Linked DNA regions of Sus scrofa: regions 1, 3 and 4 are each linked to region 2. A link is a contact called in public Hi-C and HiChIP or PLAC-seq data. All regions are on one chromosome and are shown on one strand. The core of a region is the stretch at or near the end of the contact, and the rest is flanking DNA. Distances in the headings are between cores, read along the strand shown.

Region 1 (3,445 bases), core at 78-2,577, 180 kb before region 2:
CTGGCACTCAGAACCTCTCTAGCTTTCTCTGGGGAGCCCCCACCCAACTCTTGTCCCCCTTCCTTCACACCAAGGCTCTTCAGGCTGCTGTAAATGGAGCCCCAATCTCTAATCTGAGTTTAGCAACTCCCGAACTTGGAGGTCAGGATCCGGATCCCCACCCACCTCTTGATTTGGCAAAATTTCCAGAAACTCCACCTCTGTGCATCCCGTCTCCTCCCCAGCCCCCACCTTGGGAAGAGGGGCTTTCCTGGAAGGGATGGAGGTTTTGGGGGGCTCCTGGAACACAGGGCCACGTGGCAGGGCTGAGAACAGTCAATGGTGGGGGAGGGCAGGTAATATGAGCGCCAGAGAAAGGGATCCGGGGCTGAGGGGAGGGGGAGAGGGAGGTGACGGGCTTTTGAGCACGTTCTCTCCTCCCCTAAGTCACAAGGCACCTCATCCTTCATTCCTGGGGCTCTGCAGGTCTCGCACAGCTGCTCTCTAACCCCCAACCGGAGACAGTCAGAGGCATTTGGTTTAGGTACAAAATCGGGTGCTTGAAGCAGAGAGGGTGGCTTCACAGTGGTGGTGTGACAGCAGTCACAGATAAGCATAAGAATAACACGACGAATAACCAGATTTACAGAGGGTTCATTTCGTGCTGGTGCCTTCCTTGATGGTCTGTTAAAGCCACAAGAGCTCTCTGTGAGCGAGGTGGCATTTTACCTAGGAGGAAACTGAGGCTCAGAGAAGCTAAGTCACTTGTCCAAGATTGCACAGCCAGGAAGAGCTAGAGCTGGGGGGTCATTCCCAAGAGGTGAATCTTGAAGTCCAAGTTCTTGATAGAGACAGGACCCAGCACAGGATGGCTCCTGTCAGACTGCCACGGCCAGTGACAAGCAATTAGAAGAGACTTTCCTGTCCACACAGTGGATCAACCAGGGTATGACGGGCAGTTGCGCCTGGATGCCAACCAAGTGGGCCTGTGCCGTGGTCTCACACCTTGCTCGGGGGGACAGCCCGAGCCCACTGTTGTCCAAAGAGTGCTGGCTGAGAAGATGCCACCCCCTCCGCCCCCACCCCCAGCAGGGGGGCATCTTAGGGAGAGGTGGGAACAACTGTAGCGGTGGCGGGGATGGGGGTTGGGGAGGCCCACAGAGTTCTGGCCACAGGCTTCCATGCCTCAGGCTGGCCCTGGCGGATGGCCTCCGTTTGGGGCTTTTCTGTGCTCTGAGCACATCTCAACATTTGGAGAAAAACAAGAAAGCGAACAATAGAGGCTTGTGGGCTGGAGGACAGGGCCGACCTCCCCCTGGGACCCAGCACTGTTCATAAACTGCCCCAGCTGCGCTCTCACGGGCTGGGATGTCACTGGAGCCTGGCTGAATCACAGCCTTGTCCTTACTGGGGGCCTGCGACTGGCTCCTTTTATACAGCACTGGTGGGGGCGGGGGGGGGGGGATGCAAATGCTGGTGGGGGGAGCCAGGCACTCAGGGGGAGGCACGCTTTCTTGCCTGAATTTAGGAAATCACACAGAAAAAGATGCATCCGAGCCTTGGTATTGAAGCTCTGCCAAGTCGTCCTCCACTGACATGTCCTGATCAGAGCCGTTTGCCCTGCACGAAAAGAATCCGCTTTCTATCAAGTGGACTCTGGGCTCTGCCCCAGAGGCTTGCGCTCCAAAGGACCAGAAGAGTAAGTGGGACTGACTGACCCGAGCAGAGAGCAGCTCAGCCAGCCCGCCCTGGGTACCATGCTGGGGGTGGGGTGGGGGGCCAGGGGTGGGCTTCTCTGAGCTGCCCCCCTCAGGCTTTTCAGACAGCTGCTTCCCATCCTCACAGCTGAGGGCAGCAGGGCAGGGTGTGTTAGGCCAAGAAAGAGTCAGAGGGTAGAAGGGGACAAAGCGGCGCTCAGACCCACTTTGCCTTCATGGCCGATCCAGTGACGCCAACAGGGGCCCCATCAGCGACATTCCCTGCCCGGGTGCTCCCAGATCTACCCCCCGGACCCCCAGACCACGGTGAGGGGCTGACGTGGAGCGTCCCCGCCTGGATGGCATCCCTGGAAAAGGCTGGAGTGTTTCTAAAGCGGCTGTTCAGACATCACATCACAGTCCCAGACGGCCGAGAGGCTCTTGCACTCACTTGGCCGCCCTCCCTGGGAAATGCTTTGGATCAGACAGCATTTCTGGGTTGTTTTGGCCTGAGGAAAGTGGTAAGAAGTCGGCAAGACTCCTATGGTTGGAGGAAAAGTCAGCGAATTGACTTGAGAAAAGCCTTCGTAAAGAACCATCCCGCGGTGTGAAGGGCAGCATCAGAGGGCTGAGACGGAACACACCAGTGTGGGCGAGGAGGTCCCCCCGCCCCCCGAGGAGAGGAACTTGGGGCAAAGAGAGAGGAATTTAGAGACAACTGGTTTGGCTTCCGAAGGAGAAAGAAAGGGTTTGGTGCGTGCGTGTGCGCATGCGTGCGTGTCTAAGGCGCTCCGAACGGCTGGGCTGGGTCACTCTGGCGATGCGCCCTCTGCAGTCTGGTGCCAAAGAGGTCTTCCCGAGGGTCTCCTGTCCTTCTGTTCCTCTGTCCCTTAGCAGGCTCTTGGCATGGATGCTGAGGCTGTGAGGGTTCTCTTGCCCTCAGAGCTCTCCCAGGCCAGCCAGGGATGGTGACACGGGGTGGAAAGGGTAAGGACAGAGGGAGGGCAGAGGGGCCGCCGTGGGAGGGCAGAGACAGCAGAAGCCTGAGCCGAGTCTTCAAGGAAGAGCCAGGAGTCAGCCAGGCAGCCCAAGAGGAAGGACAGCTAATCCGGGCTGAGGGCATGGGCTGTGCACCGGCTAGGAGGGGAAGCATGCCCCCGCCCTAACCCCGGGACAGCTGGGACAATGACGGTGAGAGCAGAGGAAGAGGCCAGCCCTGCATTCTTTGCTTTTGACTCTCAGGGTTTTCTGACAGCCGGGCACATGCAGGCCGTGCAAACCTTCTGGCGCGAGGGCCTCTGTTGAGTTCCATCCCTTCTGGCACATCACTTCAAGGCCTTCCTTGCCCATGGCCTTGGTGCCGGGGTGACCCCCACGGTGACCGTGTCCGTAGGCCATCCTCTCCTTTCGTACCTAAGGCTTTCCTGAAAATCCACTGGTCTGACACGCGAGTGGCAAGCAGCTGACTTGCACGTTTTAAGGGAAGGTTCTGTTCCCAGGAAGCTAAACAATATTATCACTGTTATTTGCTGCAGTTTCCAGTCTCACGGCATCTCCTTCACCTTAGCCCCCCAAATCTGTTATTAAATCAGCGAAGCTTTAGAACCGAAGAAATATGGTAAATCTCTAATCACACACCCCCCCTTTAGATAGAATCTCTGACTGGGTATGTCCAGAATTTCATCTAAACTCTCTAGTTTTATTCTTTTCCTTCACGACTGAACCCACAGTTGACTGGCTTACATCCAGTGAGCATCTGATTGAGGCTA
Region 2 (3,801 bases), core at 789-3,288:
TTCTTTTTTCTTTTTTGGTCTTTTTTTTTAGGGCTGCACCTGAGGCATATGGAGGTTCCCAGGCGAGGGGTTGAATTGAAGCTGGAGCTGTTGGCCTACACCACAGCCACAGCAATGCGGGATCTGAGCTGCATCTTCGACCTCCACCACAGCTCATGGCAATGCCGGACCCTTAACCCACTGAGCAAGACCAGGGATGGAACCTGCGTCCTCATGGATGCTGGTCAGATTCGTTTCCACTGAGCTGTGACGGGAACTCCTGCCCTTCATTCTGAATGTCCAAATCCTACCTATTCTTTGAACCCCATAAAAATGCTACTACCTCTTCCAGAAAGCTCCTCCAGCCTGAGGTAGTCTCCCTCTGAGTCATCGCCCTCTATTTGTACCTCTCAAACAGTAGTTACTGTTTTCTTTACCAGTTTATGGTTCCCGTTACCTGAATCTCCTGCCATGGATTTGAAGGCGGAGATCTTCACCATTATGGCTTCTTCTGCTAGTCTCCCTGCCCTCTGGTATGGGGCTGTATATATAACAGAAGCTCAGTGATGAAATAAAAAAAACGGGTGACCCTCAGAAGCTCTGACATATCCATTTTGAGGATTGATCTGGCACCCCATCCCCGAACTTGGGGGACTTAGAAGATACCATAGAAAAGAGCAGTCTACCCCGTCAATCACCGCCAAGATTCTCTGCCTGGGCAGGACCAAAGTCAAGCCTTTGGTTTCAGCTTGCTATAGCATCACATGTTTTTCCTGGCCTGATCCCACTTCCAAGAGGCTCAGAAAGTGGAAAAGGAGCCGTAGAACAGAAAGTGCTGGGCATAGGAACCTCAGGCTGCCCTGAGGATGGTGACACCTTCTAGGGATAGTGCCTGTGTCTTTTTAAAGTATAGGTATGACCCTCCTCTGGAGCCACCCAGCCTAGCCCTCCTCCTCCGAGGGGGGTGTCGAGAGACTGGTGTGGAGAAGACAGCACAAAGATGTCAGGAACTTTGGGTAGGATGGCAGGAACTCCAGGCCATCCTGGAGGCTGTTTTTACAGAGTTCTGGTCCTGGCAGGGTAGATGAGTTCCTGCAAAAGAGCCCCAGCTTTAGGAAAAAGTGAGTTTTCCTTTTGTAGCCCAGGGAAGCAGACATGAACAGGCAGCCATGTGCTGAGAGTAAGCTGGCCCTGATTCCTCCCCTTTCTCTTCTCCAATTCCTGTGCCAGGCAGGCTTCCTTTAACAGTGCTAATGAATCCTTCCTCTCTTTTATATCCGTTCCCTTCCCACCCATTACCCCGATTCTCATATTGGTTGGGGGCAAAGGGCAGAGTAAAATGAGCTGGCCGCGGGAATGTGTTAGGCAGAGTTGCTTCCTGTAGGGGCAGGTGCTGGGCCTGGCTTTCTTTCTATTCCTTTCTTTCTGTCTATGAGATGCAGGACCTCCACCAAAACGTGTCCAGCCAAGAAAACTGGAGTGAGAAGCAGTTGAGATCGCTCAGAAATAGGACTTTGCATGCATCCACGATTTTCGAGCTTGCTAACTTTTTAACCCTCTCTCAGTCTCCCCCACGATCAGCAAGATTAAATGGTATCCGATGGACTCGCCAGCAATGGCGCTGCTCAACACATCTATTACTTTCATCTGTATGCGAAGGTCCTCCTGAGAAACAAGGAAGCAAGCCCACTGACTCTAAAATCAACAGGGTTCAACAGGGACCCTATTATCTCATTTCAACTGGATGCCTGGGCTAATAAAACCCATTGCTAAACTAACCAAACCTTTCCTCTAGCTGTGCCAAATGTCTGCGACAGAAATCCTCCATGCCAGGGATTTTCCTCCTTGTCCAAGACTTAGAAAAAGGTTGTTTTCTCAGCTGCTTTGAAGCCCAGGAAGAGAGCCAGGGAGGCAAACAAGCCAGCCAGTCTTGCATCAGATAATTCAACAGGCTTTTGATAACCTCAAGTCTTCTGTCCTTTCCCCAGGTTGAGCTGAACTCTCCAAGCCAAGGGACAGAAGGGCCGGAAATGCTCCAGACAGGAAGATCTCTGTGGCTGGAAGGAGGCCACAGGATCAGGGGGGCCTTAAGTATACTCAGTGATCCTCAAAGGAATTCCCTAGGCATTGTGTTAAGAGAGCTGGAGGGAAAGGTGGCAGAGGTCCAGGGCCCAGTCCATATCTGGACTGTATACTGATTAGAATCTGCTTCATCACTTGGAAAATCACTCTCCATGGAACACTGAAGCCTCGTACCAACAGCTTTGCAAGATGATGAGGGGAGAGTAGAGAGGGATTTAATGGTGTCTGAACTGCCTTCTCAAAATAGGGGAGCGAGATCTGTAGAAGTAATAGAGTGCTGGAAAATGACAGGGTGGAAAAATGAACCGTGTTTGAGCAGGCATGAATGTATTAATTTATCTACATGTGGCCTATTTCACAACTTTTCCTACAGAAATGAAGGGCAGAAATCTGAAGTTGATCCGAATCCCTTATGAAATATAATTCTAAGCCCTGGGAAGAGCCTCCTAGAAAGTTTGGCCCTGAGGCGACAAGATCTTATTCCCCCCAAGAGTGTCATTACGCTCTTTTATAATATCTCTCTGGGTGAGGTGATCACTTAAAAACGTTTAAATAATTTACTAGGTTTCCAAAGTTTATAAACTAAAAGAGCCCGTTCCTTAAATAAAACATTAATTTCTTCAGATCAATAGGCTATTAACTTAGTACATTATGGGATGGTAAGAGTTCTGGGTTAGCGTGGAGTTTTGAGTTTATTATTTTCCCCATCATTTTATTATGAAAAATTTCAAAACATGCAGCAAAATTAGAAGAATTTTATAGTGAATACCCATAAGCCTATCCTTTATCTATCCATCCATCAATCCATCTTATTATTTTGTTGTTTTGAATCAGAGTAAATTGCAAACATCACTGCACTTTCCTCTAAATACTTTCACATGCATGTAATTAACTATAAGCTTAATATTTGTTCACATATTTTAAAAACCATGTTAGGTTTTCTTTTTCCGTGAACTTTATTTGTAATACAAAAGGGTTAGTGATTCTTCCAAAATTTTACTAAAATCAGAGAGAATTTAGTGACTACACACATATGGTAGTACGCAAATTTATACCATCAGAGAATGTCTATCATTAAGTCTTTCTACATTAAATATCAGCTTTATTGAGGTAAATTTACATACAATAAAATTCTTTTTTTTTTTTTTTTTTGGCTTTTTTAGGGCCACACTCACAGCATGTGAAAGTTCCCAAGCTAGGGGTCTAATTGGAGCTGTAGCCACTGGCTTACGCCACAGCAACTCAGGATCCAAGCTGCATCTGCAACCTACACCACAGCTCATGGCAACACTGGATCCTTAACCCACTGAGTGAAGCCAGGGATCGAACCCACGTCCTCATGAATACTAGTCAGGTTCGTTAACCACGGAGCCATGACAGGAACTCCAAACTTCTTTTTTGATATAGGTGTTTAAGCTATAAAATTCTCTCCAAGCACTGCTTCTGCTGCATCTCATATGTTTTGGTATACTATATTTTTGTTTTTGTTTTCTCAAAGTATTTTTTTCCTTTGGCCACACCCATAGCACACAGAAGTTCTGGAGCCATGGGTAGAACCCAAGCCATAACAGTGACAACACTGAATCCTCAGCTACAGGACCATCAGGGAACTCCTCAAAGTATTTTCTAATTTCTCTGGTTATTTATCCTTTCACTTGTTTCTTATTTAGAACTGAGTGTTTAATATGCACACATTTGAGAATTTCCCAAATTTCCTTCTATTATTATTAATTTTATTCC
Region 3 (3,939 bases), core at 542-3,041, 130 kb before region 2:
ACGTATGTAGGAATGGGAAAGTCACGGAGACAGCTCCCTTCTTCTTCGTGGGCAAATGTGTAGCAAGTGAAGCAAACAGAAGAGACAGGCTTGAGAAGCATGTGGCAGCCGTCCAGCACCTCCGGCTCAGCGGTGCCCAGCACAGGGGACCGTCATCCTGCTTCTGGGCTTCTCCCAGCATCCACTTCCCACAGGCCTGGCGTGTGTCACCTGCTATAGGATCCTGAGCTCCAATCCCACGGTGGCTGCCTTTTCCAGGCAGCCTCCCTTAATCGATCATGGGAGGCTGTCACGCCTCAGCAAAACGGTAACAAGTAAGAACCAGGGGCTCAACTTGCTTCAATAAGAAGAAGAGCTTACGTCAAAGGAAGGAGAGAAGAGAAGGCTGATGGGGGCGATATACGAGGCGACACTGCCCCTATGGTGAGAGGAGGGGACGGGGCTGCCTGGCCCTTCTCCGGTGGATGGTCGCTGAGGAGAACCTTGTGGGGCTGAGCTCCACCATCGCATCTCTGAGTTGAGGGTGGGTCTTCTTGGTGCCTCCCCCCCCACCGCCCCGTCAGCATCTATGGTAGCTCATGCTCTTAACATACCCTGAGACTGAGCAGGGGTCCCTAGACGCTCAGGTAGAAAGCCTGCAGGGATGTGATGGAATTAAGGTGACAGCCCTCCTCAGCCATGAGCCACCCAGCTGAGGCAGCTGGTGGTGTCAACCTTCAGCACTCCAGGCAGATCTGTCTATACCCGCAGTGGGAGCCCAGTGGAGGAATCCAGTTCCACTCCTCAGTCTTGGGAGACCACAAAGCTTTCTGAGCTCCAGGGGCCTTCAGCATGGACAGGCCTTCAGCCGAAGACGTGACGTCTCCAGGCCATCCTTGCTCTGGGAACCAGAGTCGGAGACATGTGAGCACCCCCAGCCCTGCGGGGCAGACAAAGGGTGTGAACGCCTCACTGCGGTGGCAAGCTGGGTGGAATTATAGGTGTTGATGCGAGGAGCAGCCAGACTGGTTTCAAGCTGTCACCTACTGTTGGAAAACTGGCTCCATTTTTTAACAGCTGTCACCTTGGCCCCACCTGAGCCTGGGCAGACCAGCTGGCTGGGCAGTTGGATGCGATGCATGGTAACTGTGGTCTCAGCCCTCCGTCGTCCCTCGCCAGTGAAGCCTTCCCAGATCCGCGGGACACCAGGCTCTTCAGGTCTTGCTGGAGGGACGGGCAGAGGCTGAGGCCAGCGAGAGCTTTCAGAATCAGCATCTGGGAGGACCCACTGATCAGTGGCCCTGGGGTGACCCGTGTGTGGACAAGCAGGGGATGAATGCGAGGTGTGGGTGGAGGCAGGGAGGGAGGCTTTGAACTGGGGCTCCGTCTGAAGTGAAAATAAATGTCAGCGCAACATGGACCAACATGCACCACGAACGCAGATCCTCCTGCCCAGGGACTGTGCGTGTGTGTGTGTCACTTGAAGAGCTAGGGAACAAGGAAAAGAAGGGGGGAAAATAGTCCTCGCTCTCCCTGTAACCATTAGAAAGAAGATGAAGTCCAAATTGCGTTCAGGGCTGCTGGGACAGAGGAAGAGAAGCAAGAATGGAAAAAACAGGCCATAAAGATGCCAGGGCTGCTTAAGCAGAAACATCTGTTGAAGTCATAAGACTCGGGGGTCTGGTCAGGCTTCTAACAAACCCAGGAAGAGGAGAGTCTGTGCTGGATCAGGACGAGCCTCGTCTACCCGTGCAGGGCCTCTGGGACCAGCATACGTGCGGAGGAGACACCTTCTCCAGGGCTCAGCCCCGGCCGGGCTTCCAGAAGGAGAGGAAGCGAGAGGGAGAGGGAGGAAGCGCCGCCGTCCCTGAGTTGGGAGGGGCCCGCGGCGGTCATGGGGGCAGGGATGTGACAGCAGTTTTGAGCCTATATTTATGTCAAGCTCTAAACTCCCTGGGGTCGCCTGGTAAGCCACATGTCTCAACTTCTGCAGTGAAACAAATCTGAAGGCGAGAGAGGGAAGGGTCAGCTGCCCCCCGCACAGCATCACGGAGGCTGAGTTTGCAACTGGAGGCCACGCCCCTATTTGTTATCTTCTTCCGAGGCCAACCGTGCAAGGCCCACCTCTTCTGACAACCCTAAGCACGCGGCCGCTCACATGCATGGAAAACCACACACATCTCTCTGTCCCAGGATCCTTCTCAGCATCCCCTCATTGAATCCCCCAGCCATCCCGTCATCCCCAAACGGGTAGAGACTTGCATGGCATCTTCAGGGAGTTTGTTGTCTTCCTATAATCATCCCAGGAGGAAACTGAGGCTTAGCCTGGTTACGTGACTCACCCGGGTCACCAGCCGGCACCTTCCAGGGAGCGCCCAGGCACTGTCCTTCTCTCTCCTCCCCGGAACTCACCCCAAAAGCAACTCCAGCCCAGCACCGTTGGGAACCAGCTCTGCAAAATGAGCCTGGCATTCATGGGGACCTTAGGGTCCCAGCAGGCCCCATTATATTATCCCGGGAGAGCACAGAGGACTACGCTAGAGAACACACCAACACGGGACTCTGAGCAGTGGGTTAGTCCCCCCACCCCCGCCACCGGGAGAATCCTATCATCTCACAAGGAAACACAGAGATGGCAAAAGAAATGAAATCCAGGAGTTCCCTTCGTGGCTCAGCTGTTGATACACCCGACTAGGATCCATGAGGATGTGAGTTCGATCCCTGGTCTTGCGTAGCGGGTTGAGGATCCAGCATTGCTGTGAGCTGTGGTGTAGGTGGCAGACACGGCTCAGATCTGGCGTTGCTGTGGCTGTGATGTAGGCCAGTGGCTGCAGCTCCAATTCAACCCTAGACTGGGTACCTCCATATGCCACGGGTGTGGGCCTAAAATAAAAAAAAGAAAAAACAAAAGAAAGAACATCCAGACTCTGCACTACATCTTGGGAAACATGGCCACAGTGCTGTGTATGAGGCTCCATTAGCAAAGTCAGATGCTGCGTCTCCTCTTCCTAGAAGTCCCACCTCTCGGCCTGGCTCTGCCTGTTGGCTTTCATTCCGTCCTTCACCCCCAGCTACCCGCGCGACGGCAAGGGCGCTCACCGGCCTGGTTTCAATCATGGGGTAGGTAGCTGGGGATGAGAAGCCACTGCTGTTGGCTTCAGGATGCCTGATCAAAGGTCCCTACCGCCCTAGAAATGTAAAAGTGAAATAGAGGGCTGGCTGCAAGCCCACCTCCTGGGCTTGGGAAGCAAAGGGTTATTAGTGTCCTCTGGACAAGCCACCCTGTGCTGCTGATATTTACTAAGGTTGGAACCCACGGGTGCCAGGCCCCGGATCATGCCCACCTTTTATGGTACAGCGCCACCTCTGCTTTCCAGTGAGGAGACTGGAGCTCAGAGAGGGGGCTTAATGTACTCAGTGTCACCCAATTACAGAGCCGGGATTAGACGCCACGAGGTCGGAGGTGGAAGTACCTCTGTGTTCCCTCCTGGGCTCAGATGTGCTTCCAATCCCCTGGCCATCTTGCTAAAAGGTGTTCCCTGATTCAGCAGGGCCCTGAGACTCTGCCTCTGTAACCTGCTCTGCATGACGGCTGTGCCACAGGCTCCCGGACCCCACTCTGAGGATGGAGGTGTAACATCCCGCTGCCTTCCTTAACCTACATTTATTTGCGCCACGGGGGCTGTGGTGCCCCCGCCTCTTTGATACAACTTTGCCACCAGAATGGACTGAAACCGCCCCCCCCAACCCCCTGCCCCCAACACCCGTGCAGCTCGGTCAGCTCCGCCTGATTGCTGTTAATCATGTCTCTCCTCCTGGTTCCTTGCCTGGCTGTTGAAAAACCTATGTCCGCTTTGGGTGAGAAAGGCTGCTGGCAGGGCCTCTTGAGGGAGGCACAGCGTGGATGGCGGCCGGAGACCCGCTGCTCCCTGGGGGCCGGGATAAGACTTTGATGCTATT
Region 4 (3,905 bases), core at 584-3,083, 220 kb before region 2:
CGAGATTGTGCCTTGGACAGGATGGGCAGGGCTCAAAGGCCTGGAAGAGCTGGGAAGGCCTTGCTTTGGGTAAAATTGGGCCTCCCTGCAGCAAGTGGCATGGGGATGGACTTGGCCGTGAAGTTGGAGTTCCCCTGACCCCAAAGTCAAGCAGCCAGATTAGGACTCAGGCAGCTACAGAAGCTCCCAGAAAGGATCTTCTCCCAGCCCTGCCCTGTGGTGCTGAGGCTGGCTTCTCTGAAGACAGGCTCCAGACAGCCCAGAGCAAAAGCAGTGCCTCTGCCCATTCCTCCCTTTTTTTTTTTTTTTTTTTTTTTTTTAATTTTTTGTCTTTTGTCTTTTTTTTTTTTTTTTGCTGCTGTTGTTGTTGTTGCTATTTCTTGGGCTGCTCCCGCGGCATATGGAGGTTCCCAGGCTAGGGGTTGAATCGGAGCTGTAGCCACCGGCCTACGCCAGAGCCACAGCAACGCGGGATCCGAGCCGCGTCTGTAACCTACACCACAGCTCACAGCAACGCCGGATCGTTACCCCACTGAGCAAGGGCAGGGATCGAACCCGCAACCTCATGGTTCCTAGTCGGATTCGTTAACCACTGCGCCACGACGGGAACTCCCCATTCCTCCCTTTTGGCCTCTATTCTCTTTCTTAAGGAGAAGACCTCCTGCTTTTTTTTTTTTTTTTTATCACCTGGGTTCAGACAACCCCTTTCCCCGTGGACAGTTCTGACTAGACCAGAATGTGAGCAGGTGGAAAGCTGCGACTTTCCAAGAGTCTCTCTGTTTGGACTGACCGCTCTGCGCATCCTGATCCTGAGAGCCAAGGGAATGAGGGTGCGGCAGAGAGGCAGCCACTGCACCAGGCTTCAGAACAGCTTCGTTGGCTGTGCCTCAGTTTCCCCACCAGGAGCCTGGCATGGAGGGGTTTTGCAAAGCCAATTCGGGGAAATTCCTGAGACTGGAGGCAGCTCTGGTCCTTTCCAGATCCTCTTCTTCAGACTTCCCCAGAGTCAGATGTCCAGCCACACAAATTCTTCTTGTCCATTCTGTGGCCCAAACAGCCTAGGGCACGTTGGAGGCTGGAGACAATGGTGGTTTCGCTGAGGCCATCAGAAAAAGCGTGCTCGGCCACAGGCTGGGCCCATGCGATGCTCATGAAACTGGAGGGGGCTGCCCAGCTTCCCTGTGGGACAGAGCTCGCTCACTGGGTCCAGCAAAGGCCTCGTTCAATTGGCCTGTCTTCTTTCCTCTCTGCTGGGGGCTGTCCTTCTCCTTCTTTCTCCGACGGCCCTCTTCTTTCTAAGCTCTCAGCACCATGGAACTGCACGGCCTCTGAGACCTGGAGCATCTCAAAGAGCCAGCTTTTTTCCAGCCAGCTCCATCGCTGTGAAGAGTCTGAGGGCTTTTTCTTTTAAAGATAAGTTGGGGAAAGGGTTAGAAGTGCTGAGAAGTCACGTCTGTTTCTTCTTTCTTTTCCTTTCCCCCTCTGGGGCTGAGAGACTAGATTTTTTTCCTTTTTACAGTACATTTTGGCAGGCCCCATTTTTTTTCTGACAGAAAAAAAAAATAACAGGCATATTTTGGGCGATTACTCAACTGGGGTCCTTTGTGACAGGATATGCAGCTGCGTGACTAATGGAGCTGGCTTTCTCCTGGCTTCCTTCCCCTTTCAGAGCTCTTGTTTACTGCCCTATACAAAAAAAAAAAAAAAAAAAAAAAAAAAAAAAGCCATAAGTTACAGATTTTTATAAAAAAAAATGCCTCGTGAGATACTCAAAGGCAATAAATCCTCTGGATATTCCATTTCCAGGGCTGCAAACTCCCCGCCCTCTCCCACTTTTTCTTTTCAAATGTTCAAGCTCTTGACTCACAACATGTGAATCTTCTCCCACCCCACAGGCCCGCTTTCTTGTGAACATATGTCCAGCAGATCATCTATGTGAGTGTGTCTGAGTGTGTGTGTGTGTGTGTGTGTGTGTGTGAGAGAGAGAGAGAGAGAGAGAGAGAGAGAGAGAGTGGGGGGTGGGGGAGGGGTGCACGATGAAAACCATATTTTTGCTGCTTAACTCAGCAATTGCTAAAGGAAGGAATAATGACTTCCAGGGGCCTCGGGACATTTTTTTTTTTTTTTCTTCTTTTCCAAGGCTTTTGTGTTTCCATAATCTATGACAATTTTGTGGTGTAAGCAAAAGTTATTAGGAAACATGGAACTAACTACACGGGGTAGGGTATGTTCTTTGCAGGGACGGATGGTCTCTTTACAGAGGAAATCCAAATTTGGCTGGCTTTGGAATTCAGAATTCTTGGGCTTCCCATAGAACTTTTGGGAGAAACTCTCTAGCTTGCAGTGTTTGACCACTGGAACTGGCCTTTGGTTTTTCTAGAGATCAATCAGTTTGTTATTTGAGGAGGTGTCTGGCCTAGGGATGGGAAAAGCTGACTGACTCGTTAGGATTGATGGAGACAGGTGGGTGCAGATGAGATGCAAAGTTGGTGGCCGAGCGATGGGTGGAGTCTTGTGTGATCTGGAGGAAGTCACTTAATATATGCAAGTCTCAGTGGCTCCTACGTTAAAATTAGGATAGGGAGTTTCCGTCATGGCGCAGCAGAAACAAATCTGACTAGTAGCCATGAGGATGCAGGTTCGATCCCTGGCCTCAGCAGAAACAAATCTGACTAGTAGCCATGAGGATGCAGGTTCGATCCCTGGCCTCGCTCAGTGGGTTAAGGATCTGGCGTTGCCGTGAGCTGTGGTGTAGGTCGCAGACAAAACTCAGATCCCATGTGGCTGTGGCTGTGGTGTAGGTTGGCAGCTGCAACTTCCATTTGATCCCTAGCCTGGGAATTTCCATATGCTGAGGGTGTGGCCCTAAAAAACCAAAGAAAAAAACCAACAACAAAAAAATCAGGGTAGAGTTTCCTCTCCTCCAGGTTGCTGGCAAGGGAAGGGAGGTGGTAGAAGTTCAAGGCACGGGGGAAACTGGACAGAAAGATGCAGGGCTTAGTCCTAATGCTTCTTCCTCTGGGGCCGGCTCAAGCTCTCAACAGAGGAGAGAGCCTTGTTCCCTGGGAACTCTGGTGCCATGTGATGAAGGGGAGAGTGGTTCTTGACACAGTGGCCCAGGACAGAGTATTTCAGGGCTGTGTTCCAGGATGGTGCCATCTTCAGGTTGGCCCACTCCTTAGCTATCTTCCACGCGGGGCTCAGAAGCAGAACTGATCACGTTCCTTTTCTACTTAAGACATGAGCTCATCAAACCTAATCAGCAGGCACCACTCACCCCATCTTGCCCGCTTTGTTTTTTGTACCTGACTCATCCTTTGCCCGGACTCTGCCCATGAAGAGTGAACCCAGACACAGGTCCCTGTAGCCCCTGGCACAGCCTTTTCCCTGAATGTTGTTTGGAGGCTCGTCTCTTCCTTTATCTTCTCTGTTCTTCCTGTTCCTCGCTGTTAGACCTTGCTCACTTGTCATCTCTTAGAAGTTTTCATCTAAAACTTAGCCCCTTGCAGACTCCCCACTGATTAAGAACCCCTCAAATGGATCCTCCAGATCCTCCAGTAAGCCCTAGCAACTTATCTTTTTCACCCCCCATCTCGCCCCCCAAGCTCAAGTCTCATGTCCTTGGCTCAGGCAGTTGACCTGATTTCACTAGAGGGTAAACTGAGGCACCAGCCAGGGAACTCGCTGGCCAGAGATTTCATAGCAAGTCCTCGACACAGACAAGAATAGAAACCCCACATCCTGATTCCACTTTGCCTGGAGTTTAAGGAGGCACCATAACTTGGAGGTCCCAGAATAGCTTCTCCCAGGCTGACCAGCTGTGAAGTGATGTGTTGCAAGGGTTATTTTTTGCCTTGGCTTAACTCTTAAAAAAACACCCCAGACTCCTAACATCGGCCTAAGAA

Evidence for each region. A called contact is a pair of places that touch in the nucleus more often than the background predicts. HiChIP or PLAC-seq counts read pairs in DNA pulled down with a chosen protein or histone mark.
Region 1: a contact with region 2 is called in an H3K27ac HiChIP or PLAC-seq map of skeletal muscle, with 2.8 times the contacts expected there. The contact joins two enhancer-like sites. A contact is called at or near these places in 1 of 47 Hi-C or Micro-C datasets (skeletal muscle) and 1 of 2 datasets of contacts at active chromatin or transcription factors (skeletal muscle).
Region 3: a Hi-C map of skeletal muscle shows a contact between it and region 2, with 4 times the contacts expected there. The contact joins two enhancer-like sites. A contact is called at or near these places in 1 of 47 Hi-C or Micro-C datasets (skeletal muscle) and 2 of 2 datasets of contacts at active chromatin or transcription factors (alveolar macrophages and skeletal muscle).
Region 4: a contact with region 2 is called in an H3K27ac HiChIP or PLAC-seq map of skeletal muscle. The contact joins two enhancer-like sites. A contact is called at or near these places in 1 of 47 Hi-C or Micro-C datasets (embryonic fibroblasts) and 1 of 2 datasets of contacts at active chromatin or transcription factors (skeletal muscle).

What each region holds. Positions count from the first base shown.
Region 1 is chr7:92,328,608-92,332,052 of Sscrofa11.1, reverse strand. No RefSeq gene overlaps it. Among named protein-coding and RNA genes, the nearest start is that of ZFP36L1, 170 kb to the left of the region's middle. Within about 2 kb of position 1,327, at least 42 of the 83 cell types and tissues checked have an H3K27ac peak or open chromatin away from gene starts, as enhancers often do. A contact at or near this core is called in skeletal muscle, where this site is marked.
Region 2 is chr7:92,153,673-92,157,473 of Sscrofa11.1, reverse strand. All of the region lies in intron 10 of RAD51B (DNA repair protein RAD51 homolog 2), which reads right to left. Among named protein-coding and RNA genes, the nearest start is that of ZFP36L1, 340 kb to the left of the region's middle. Within about 2 kb of position 2,038, at least 18 of the 83 cell types and tissues checked have an H3K27ac peak or open chromatin away from gene starts, as enhancers often do. A contact at or near this core is called in skeletal muscle, where this site is marked.
Region 3 is chr7:92,281,758-92,285,696 of Sscrofa11.1, reverse strand. All of the region lies in intron 11 of RAD51B (DNA repair protein RAD51 homolog 2), which reads right to left. Among named protein-coding and RNA genes, the nearest start is that of ZFP36L1, 210 kb to the left of the region's middle. Within about 2 kb of position 1,791, at least 25 of the 83 cell types and tissues checked have an H3K27ac peak or open chromatin away from gene starts, as enhancers often do. A contact at or near this core is called in skeletal muscle, where this site is marked.
Region 4 is chr7:92,376,804-92,380,708 of Sscrofa11.1, reverse strand. No RefSeq gene overlaps it. Among named protein-coding and RNA genes, the nearest start is that of ZFP36L1, 120 kb to the left of the region's middle. Within about 2 kb of position 1,833, at least 44 of the 83 cell types and tissues checked have an H3K27ac peak or open chromatin away from gene starts, as enhancers often do. A contact at or near this core is called in skeletal muscle, where this site is marked.